Linked DNA regions of Mus musculus: regions 1 and 2 are each linked to region 3. A link is a contact called in public Hi-C and promoter capture Hi-C data. All regions are on one chromosome and are shown on one strand. The core of a region is the stretch at or near the end of the contact, and the rest is flanking DNA. Distances in the headings are between cores, read along the strand shown. Region 1 holds the start of Zfc3h1 (zinc finger, C3H1-type containing). Region 2 holds the start of Helb (helicase (DNA) B). Region 3 holds the start of Rap1b (RAS related protein 1b).

Region 1 (2,700 bases), core at 14-2,513, 2.5 Mb after region 3:
AAGTCAGGACGTAATAAAAGTAACAGTATTCCTCCAGATGTTTGAGTACTTCTTTTCCTTAATAATCTAAGTCGATTTCCTGTTAAATACGAAATCCCAGGGCTTGCAAAAAAGAAACAAACAAACAAATAGACAAACAAAACTTGGGCTGTTGGTGTCCTGTTTAAAAACCCAGACTGTATTTCATTTCCCTAGCTGACCCGAATCCATGACACAGTCCTATCCAAAAGCAAAAGGCACCCATTCAGTCAAACAGCCTACGAAAATAGCGGTGGAGTGCGGCCCGTGACAACCGCCGACGAACGGGGGAGAGAAATGAGTGGTTCTGAAAAGTTAAAAAACTCCGGGACCTAGCCATGACGCCAAAGGGAGCTCCGGCGACACACCCAGGGCGGACCGCCACGTTAAGGATACAGCTCTTGCGGGGTGGAGAGGGTTCTCGCCAGCTCTGGCTGCTGCCGAATCCGGATCCCGCTCCTCCTGATCCTCCTCCTCCAGGAGGTCTGCACCCCGGCTTGCCTCCTCGCTCCCCCACTCCTCGCCCCCGACTCCAGCGACTCCCACCCCGGTAAGGCCTGCTGCCTCGAAAGCGGAAACGGTCCAGGGCGATGTGGCTCCGCTCCCAGAAGGACGGCCGGGGGCTGCTTTCCGACAGGGACCCCGACGGCATCCGCCCTGGGGGCGGGTGAGTCCGGAACGGTTCTTTGGGTCGGTAGCTGCTGGGTCCCCTGAGCTGGCCCCGCTCGGCCGGGTGCCGTGAGCGTGAGAAATTCCTCAGCTGCTGCTGGGAGGACGACGAGGAGGACGAGGAGCCGCCGCCGCCTCCCCCGGATCCACCGCCCCGGGCCGGGGGAGGAGGCCGCCGCCGCGGGTACGGTAACAGCCCGCCGCCGCTGCTGCTGCTGCTGCTGCTCCGGCTCCGGCTGTTGTCGTCGTCGCTGATCTCCCCGTCTTCGAGCTCCCCTTCTTCCTTCGGCGAGAGGCCGCTAGAGGCCGGGGTCGAAGGATCGGCGGCGGCCGCCATCCGGAGTGCAGCGCTGGCCACACGACCTGAAGCCCTCCGGCCGGGGACCGCCCGACCGCCGCCTGCCTTCCCCTTCCTCCTCCGCCCTCTGTCCTAACGGACCCGGCGGGCGCGGCCTTTCCCGTGCTCGGACGCCCGGCAGGTTCTGCTCCCCAACTTCCCCGCACCCCAGATCGCTCTCTCTCGCTCGTCGGACCGTCGCTCGCCAGTTCCCTCTCCTAGCGCCCCCTTGCTGCTCTTCCGCCTCGCGAGAAAGCCTCTGTAGAAGGAGGCCGGGTCCCGAGCGTCATTTCCTGCGGCACGCCGGAAGGCGACCCTCCGAGTCTTGCGAGACAGGAAGCGCCCACCCCCATGTCCGCCGCGGTGCTGGCTGGGATTTGTAGTCTCCTCTTGCTCCAGGCTTCGCCCTTGTGTCCCTGCAGTCTTAACTGTCCCCTAGCATCCCGTCCGAGGTGGCAGGCGGGGAAGGAAGGGGTTAGTGTCTGGGTTGCGGACATGCTCTTTCAGCCGCAGACCTGAGTTTCAGAGTCATTAGTCGGTGGGGAAGACATCTGCCATCTTCTCATTCATTGCTAGGGGGCCCCCGTCTGAGACGCTGGACCTAGTCTCTTTGGGACCCCGGGAGGTAGGGGAGGGCGGGGAGCGGGTGTGGCCGCCATGTTGGTGAAGGCGACTGTCTGCGCCCGGAGCTCCGGCACGTTGGCTCTGCAGGCCTAAGCCCGCCATATTAATAAAGAGACAGGAGAGTGGGCCCTCCCTCCCACCCCGGTACTGTGCACGCCCCTCTGCCCTCCCCGCGCTCTGCACCGAGCTGGCGGCGCGGGGTCGCCTGCCTCGTTTGTCTAGCGTTTGACAGAAGCTTGCTTAGCGGGCAGCGCCTCCGAAGTGGCGTAAGGTGGCGCCGAATGAGGGGCCCGGGGAAATGCCGACCAATTGCGCCGCGGCGGGCTGTGCTGCTACCTACAACAAGCACATTAACATCAGCTTCCACAGGTAAACCTGGGAGGGGAGCGGGGTGACGGAAACGGGAGCCTAGGCAGTCTTGAGTCTCGGTCGTGTCAGAAGAACAAGGTCCTCTGACTTTGGTCACTTGCCCAGCTGCGAAGAGCAAGGGGAGCCTCGCTCTTGTCCTTTGTGTGTGGGTCCGCACATCTGGAAACATTTGCTCCTTTTCCGAGGAAAGTTTACCAAATTTGAAAAAAAAAAAAGAAAGAAAGGAAGAAAAGAAAAAGAAACCCGAGTTACTATGCCTTGCATTAAAAAGTGATGAGTATACCTTTATTTTCTACTCTTTTATTTTTTATATCTTAGACCATGCCTTAAGAAGAATGACGCCATAAGGGTTCAAACCAACAAATCACTTTAGAAGCCTGCTGAGTTCGAGTTAAGATTAGGCAATTTTCACTACTGGAATTGACGTGGGAAACATTTCTAATAGTCACACATGGTAACTGAGTCAATCTAATTAAGCAATGTTTATCAAAGAGCAAATAGAAACTCTCTCTTGAACAGAATCACGCACTCACACACAGGTTGAACGTACAGTCATGTCTTTAATTCTGTTAAGTCAAACTCCAAAGCATGTGAACACCGACTTGAATATAATAGGCGGCACTCAGTAAATGGTCACCTTTCCTTCTAGAACTGCCAACTGCCTGAAGAAAAGAAATACTGAA
Region 2 (2,700 bases), core at 43-2,542, 2.3 Mb before region 3:
TTTGCTTTGGGTATGCAGAGTGCACAGACACATATGCTAGCAAAAAAAAAAAAAAAAAAAAAAAACCTCACGCACATGAAAAAAAAAGGAATCTAAAAGAAAGATGCCTGTGCGTATTCGTTATGGTTGATCCTATGCACGTGACATTTGGGTATGACAAATGCCTTTATTAGAAACCAGCAACACAGCTTTGGGGTTTAATAAAAACATAGTTTTTAGGATTAACGTTAGGATAATTACATAATAAACAATAACCTTAAAGTAAAATAGTATTTTATAGCGCCCCTTAAAGGGCACCGCGACTTTTAAACACTATCCATCTAGAGAACCGCGGCCGCAGTATTCAGCTTTTGTTCTTTTTTTTTTCTTTTCTTCTTTTTTTCTTTCGAGACAGGGTTTCTCTGTATAGCCCTGGCTGTCCTGGAACTCACTTTGTAGACCAGGCTGGCCTCGAACTCAGAAATCTGCCTGCCTCTGCCTCCCTAGTGCTGGGATTAAAGGCATGCGCCACCAAGCCCGGCTGTTCTTTTTTTTTCTATCTCAAGTCTGCATATTCTCTGGGCTACAAGTCCCCACCTTTTGCTTTACTGAAAACAGGAACTAGGGCGGTGGACCTAGAGTGTGTTCCAGGTCAGCCAGGGCTACACAGAGAAACCCTATCTCGAAAAAACAACAAAACAAAACAAAACAAAACAAAACAAAACAAAACAAAACAAAAAGAAGTCGAGGAGAGTAGTATATAAACGGGAAAGAAAGCCAGTGGTTTCCAAAGCGGGAAAAGCATAAAAATGGACAACCCAGGTCATGCATTAAAAATGAGAAAGTACATCACAACTTTAACTCCCAATGCAGAGGATATATACAAAGGGACCTAGTTATCTACTTGGATAAATGCCCTCCCTACATGATGTAAATTCAACTTCTCCGCGGCGCTTTTACGTGTAAGGAGGCACCTAGCCGTCGCCACCACGCTCTCCGGATTGGAGATTCACTCTTTTGGGTAGTGCCCCAAGGTCTTTAGAGGCCTCTGCTGTGTTCTTTTTAAGAGAGCGGGCAGAGGATGCCCTGCTTTCCCGGGGTTCTCTGCGCCCAAGAGTCGTGACCTTTCACCACGTCTCCTTCTCCGCAGGAAACGCCCAGCACCTCTAAAAAGAGCAGTTCTGAAACTGTCAGCAGCCAGCCCGCCGTGGTACCTCCCAGCCTGCTGGTCCCGCCTGTCACCAGTCTCCTCCTTTGGGGCGGAGCATCGCTCAGACCACGCCCCCATACCGCCCGCCTCCTGGATGTTCCCGGAAGCTGACCGGCTTACCCGGGTCGAGTTGATTGGTTGCAGTTTTGGACACCGCGCGCCAGGTTTTGTAGAGTTGTTTTGAGCCAAGTTCGCCGAAGAGATAATGGCTAGGCAGGATCGTCTGCGCGAGCTCCTGGGCCCTCTGCACCCGTACAAGAGCGACGACGAGGAGGAGGATTGTGCGCAGGAGGAGGAGGGGGAGCAGGAGGAGGAGTTTGTGGATGCCGAGGAACTCTGCAGCGGGGGCATCAAGGCGGGCAGCCTCCCTGGGCGCGCGCGAGGTGAGCCAGCGCCAGCCGGGCCGGGTTGGCAGGGGTCAAAGAAGTATTTTCGATTCTCACTGCCCGGCACCCAGCGTCCTTGACTGTTGACAGACAGACCTGTGGTGTGACTGGCTGCTTCACCGTACTTAGATGTGGTAGTAATAGTCGTAATGACTCAGAGCACATACTGTGTTAAGCTTGGTTTTTTCATATATCGTCTCGCTTAAAGTTAACAGTTGGGGGTAGTTTTACAGTCGAGGAAATAGATGCACCCTCATTCCCACCCAGAAACAGAATCCTTTAATTATTGTACCACGCTGGCTGAATAAGAGACGGAGTTGCTGTTAAGCAACTTTGAGAAAAAGAGCAAGCGCGCGGAAACACACGGCCACACACACACACACACACACACTCACATACACACAGATTTACACATATACATACACACATACATAAACACACTCATACACATTTACACACATACACTTACACATACATATACATGCCCACACATTCACACATACATGTTCATACACACACACACACACACACACATTGTATTTTCATGGTCTAGTACAGTAATAGCTGCTGACCAGGACCATGTGTGGCAACTGACCATTGGCAATTTAAACACAACTTTGGCTGTGTTTGAAATTAAATAGAAAGGATTACATGTTGATGGAAGTGTAACTGGCTATCCTGGCCAAGCATTTGCTACTGGGACAGGCCAGGGAGAGAAAATGGCGAAGTTGCTGTCTCAGTGGAAATACTACTTGTGAATTAAGCAGCCATTTTGGTTTTTTTTTTTTTTTGAGATTTATTTATTTTGTGTACATGAGTGCTCTATCTGCATCTATACCTGCATACCAGAAGAGGGCATCAGATCCCATTATAGATGATTGCGAACCACCATGTGGTTGCTGGGAATTGAATTCAGGACCTCTGGCAGAGCAGCCAGTGCTCTTGGCTGAGCCATCATGTCTATAGCACCTAGGCAGACATTCTTTAATCAGAGAAGTAACCCCAACTTAGTACTTAGTACCAGACAGCACTTGGAGAAGTGACATTCATGAGATGCAGACACGGCTTTGCTAAAGAAGTCCGCTGAGCTGAGCTCTGTGGTAACTGTAGGAACTGGCCAGGAGC
Region 3 (2,700 bases), core at 103-2,602:
AAGCTATGCCCCCCCCCTTTTTTTAACTTCTTGAGAATCTCACAAAACCGTTTAGGTTGGCTTTAACTTACTCTGTGGCCTCAGCAACCTAGAATTTGCAAGGAGCCACCTCCTGCTCAGTCTGCAGAAGAAAGAGGTGTGCTCTTACAGACTGGCATCCTGAGACCCAGCTATAATTCTTTCTTACTCGCTCACTTAACTCAGGTTAGCGTAGTGGTCACGTCTCCATTTCTCTTCTAGGGTTCGTTAAATTTCCAGAATAATTTGTACAGGGAGGGCCAGCTAAATTGCCTACTCCTTTCAGTACTTTCCTCTCAAGTTTTGTTCATCAAAACCTTTTCCCTCGCTGGCAGTGGTGGCGCATGCCTTTAATCCCCAGCACTCCATACGTAGAGGCAGGTGTATCTGAGATGAAAGCCAAGCTGGTCAACATAGCAAGGTCAGGCCAGCCAGGACCACGCAATGAAGAGAGCGTAATCAGAGCAGAAACAAAGTCTTCCAAACAAAGCTCTGATAGCATGATTCTCATATTAAAGGTGATGGTGAGAAAATATTCTAATTACCTAGATCGATGTAAGTTCTTGTGCTCTTTGGAACAAGTCATTTTTGGACAGAGCTTTTCGGAGTCACATCATAGACTGACATCTATGAGTAATCTATAAAGTCATGAAGGCGCCCCAGGCATGCTCTTCCATGAACCAATTATTTTAATTCTATAAACTGTTCACTTAGGCACAGGCCATAAGCATGCTTTGGAATCCTCCATTCGCGAACTGCGTCTGGCAGGGTAATTTGGACAGCTGGCCCTGCTTAACACACCACAGGCTGAAATACTTGTCAAACCTAAAGAAAGGCCATTTGAAAAATGAAAAGCTGCCCTCGCGCTCTGGGAGTGGGAACTGCTGCTCTGTTACTTCCCCAGCACAAAGGACCACGCGAACACCGACGGTCTGGGGGCGTTGGCGACTGTGCACTCGGAGGCCCCGCGAAGGCGTCAGAGGTTTCCAAGCCCCTGAGCTCCCCGTTACCCGCTGGGGTCGAAACGGATGCGCTCCGCTGAGGCTGACACCGATTATGTCGGACAGCCCAGCCAGCGGGGGGCGAGGCCGACCGCAGCAACGAGACGCAGGGCAGGGGAGAAGGGCCACGGCCGGAGCCGGCGACCGAGAGCCGGGGCGAGGCCCACTGCGAGGCGAGCACGACGAGACCCCGCCCCCCTCCGCCAGGGCCCGCCTCGGCCCCGCCCCTTCCCGGGCTGCGCTCCTGCGCGCCCCGCCCGCGGGCGGAAGCGAGAGCGAGGCTGAACGCCTGACGTCAAGGCGACACCGCCAAACCTCGCCCAGAGTCAGGCGTGGAAAGCAGCCCGAGCGGCGGCGGCGGCGGCGACGGCGACGGCGGCAGCGGCAGAGACCGCCGTGGCGCCGGGAGCAGCGACCCGAAGGGAACGCGCGGCGACGGCGAGGGCGACGGCGGCGACCCGGTGACAGCGCGAGAGGTGGGCGCGGGGTGCGTGCGTGGCCGCGAGGCTGGCGGGGGGCCGGGCGCCGGCTGAGGGGAGAGGTGGGGTGCGGCGCGGACCGGGCGGGGCAGCCCGATGGCCCCCGCGGCGGCGAGGGTGGCCCGGGCGCGCGGCAGGTGGCTGGCGGGGGGCCCCCCGAGTCCCTCGCTCGCTTCGGCGGGGCGCGCCGCCTCGGGGCGGCCGGGGAGGAACCGCGGCCGCGGCGGGGGAGCAGCGCGCTTTGCGGAAGGGGTCAAATGTCTGAAATATGGCGGAGGAAGTGAGCGCCCGAGGAGCCCCCACCCGCCTGCCCGAGGCCCCCGCAGCCTTCCCCGCCGCGCCCCGCTCCCCGCCTCGGCGGTGGGTGGAAGTTAGAGCGGAAACCAGAAAGTTGTCCTCTGCGGACACCCGGGCTTCTCCCAGCCCGGGGCCGGGCGGGCGGAGCAGCGTCGCGAGGGGGGGCGGGGGGACCACTCCCCGGCGCCCCGCGGGCTCGAGCCTGACAGGGAAAAAGTTTGCCCGGATCGGGGCTGGCTTGCTTCATTTGTTGCGGGAAGTGGCAGGAGGAAGGCAGCGGAGCGAGCCCCACCTAGTCTGGCAGCCGCCACCGTGCAGAGGGAAAAAAAAAATGTTAAAGGGGCCTTTCCTTCGTCAGCAAGAGGAAATCTCTTTTTCTCTTGCAGAGAGAAAAATCCAGGAAGTTTGTCCTCTTCTCCTTTTTTTTTTTTTTTTCTTTTCGCCATCTCGAGGTGTCTGATTCTGAAACTGACTTATCAGCGCCGTGAATTTGGGAACTAGGCCCTCGGGATTTTCCTTGGGGTGGAGGGGGGCGGGAGGAGAAGATGCCTTTGGAAGAAACATCTTCGCTTAAGAGTTTTGAGCAGATGGGATTGCTTTCCTTTCGCTTGCCCCCTCCCACCCCCCAATGCTTTAGAAAGATATTTTGGCCCTGCGACTCTCGACTCGTGTGCATACAAGCACTTCTTTATTACAGTAATAGGAACTCACATTTTTTTTTTTTACTAAGTTGAAAGTTGACATTACGATGCAGGCTGGACTTTTCAATATTTTAAAAATCAATTGAGTCTCGTTGAAATGTTTGCTTTGCTGGCAGTGTGTATTAATATATACCGAGTGCCTCTAGCTTGTAAATTCATTTTTTTTTCAGTTTTCTTTTGTATAATTAGAACGTTGTCGAGACT

What was found. Promoter capture Hi-C pulls out the DNA fragments that hold promoters and counts their contacts. Hi-C and Micro-C count contacts between places; a contact is called where the count stands out from the background.
Region 1: a contact with region 3 is called in a promoter capture Hi-C map of liver, with 3 times the contacts expected there. The contact joins the promoter of Zfc3h1 here to the promoter of Rap1b in region 3. A contact is called at or near these places in 4 of 39 promoter capture datasets (erythroid cells, liver and pre-B cells) and 1 of 115 datasets of contacts at active chromatin or transcription factors (astrocytes).
Region 2: a Hi-C map of B cells shows a contact between it and region 3, with 5 read pairs. The contact joins the promoter of Helb here to the promoter of Rap1b in region 3. A contact is called at or near these places in 5 of 39 promoter capture datasets (embryonic stem cells, hippocampal neurons, liver and 1 more) and 1 of 484 Hi-C or Micro-C datasets (B cells).

What each region holds. Positions count from the first base shown.
Region 1 is chr10:115,383,522-115,386,221 of GRCm38.p6, reverse strand. It overlaps Zfc3h1 (zinc finger, C3H1-type containing), which reads right to left and starts at 1,263. Exons shown (of 35, transcript NM_001033261.2): 1 at 415-1,263. The coding sequence starts at 1,024. It overlaps Thap2 (THAP domain containing, apoptosis associated protein 2), which reads left to right and starts at 1,787. Exons shown (of 3, transcript NM_025780.4): 1 at 1,787-2,017. The coding sequence starts at 1,947.
Region 2 is chr10:120,111,557-120,114,256 of GRCm38.p6, reverse strand. Helb (helicase (DNA) B) reads left to right here and starts at 1,292. Exons shown (of 13, transcript NM_080446.2): 1 at 1,292-1,572. The coding sequence starts at 1,395.
Region 3 is chr10:117,844,626-117,847,325 of GRCm38.p6, reverse strand. It overlaps Rap1b (RAS related protein 1b), which reads left to right and starts at 1,352. Exons shown (of 8, transcript NM_024457.2): 1 at 1,352-1,495.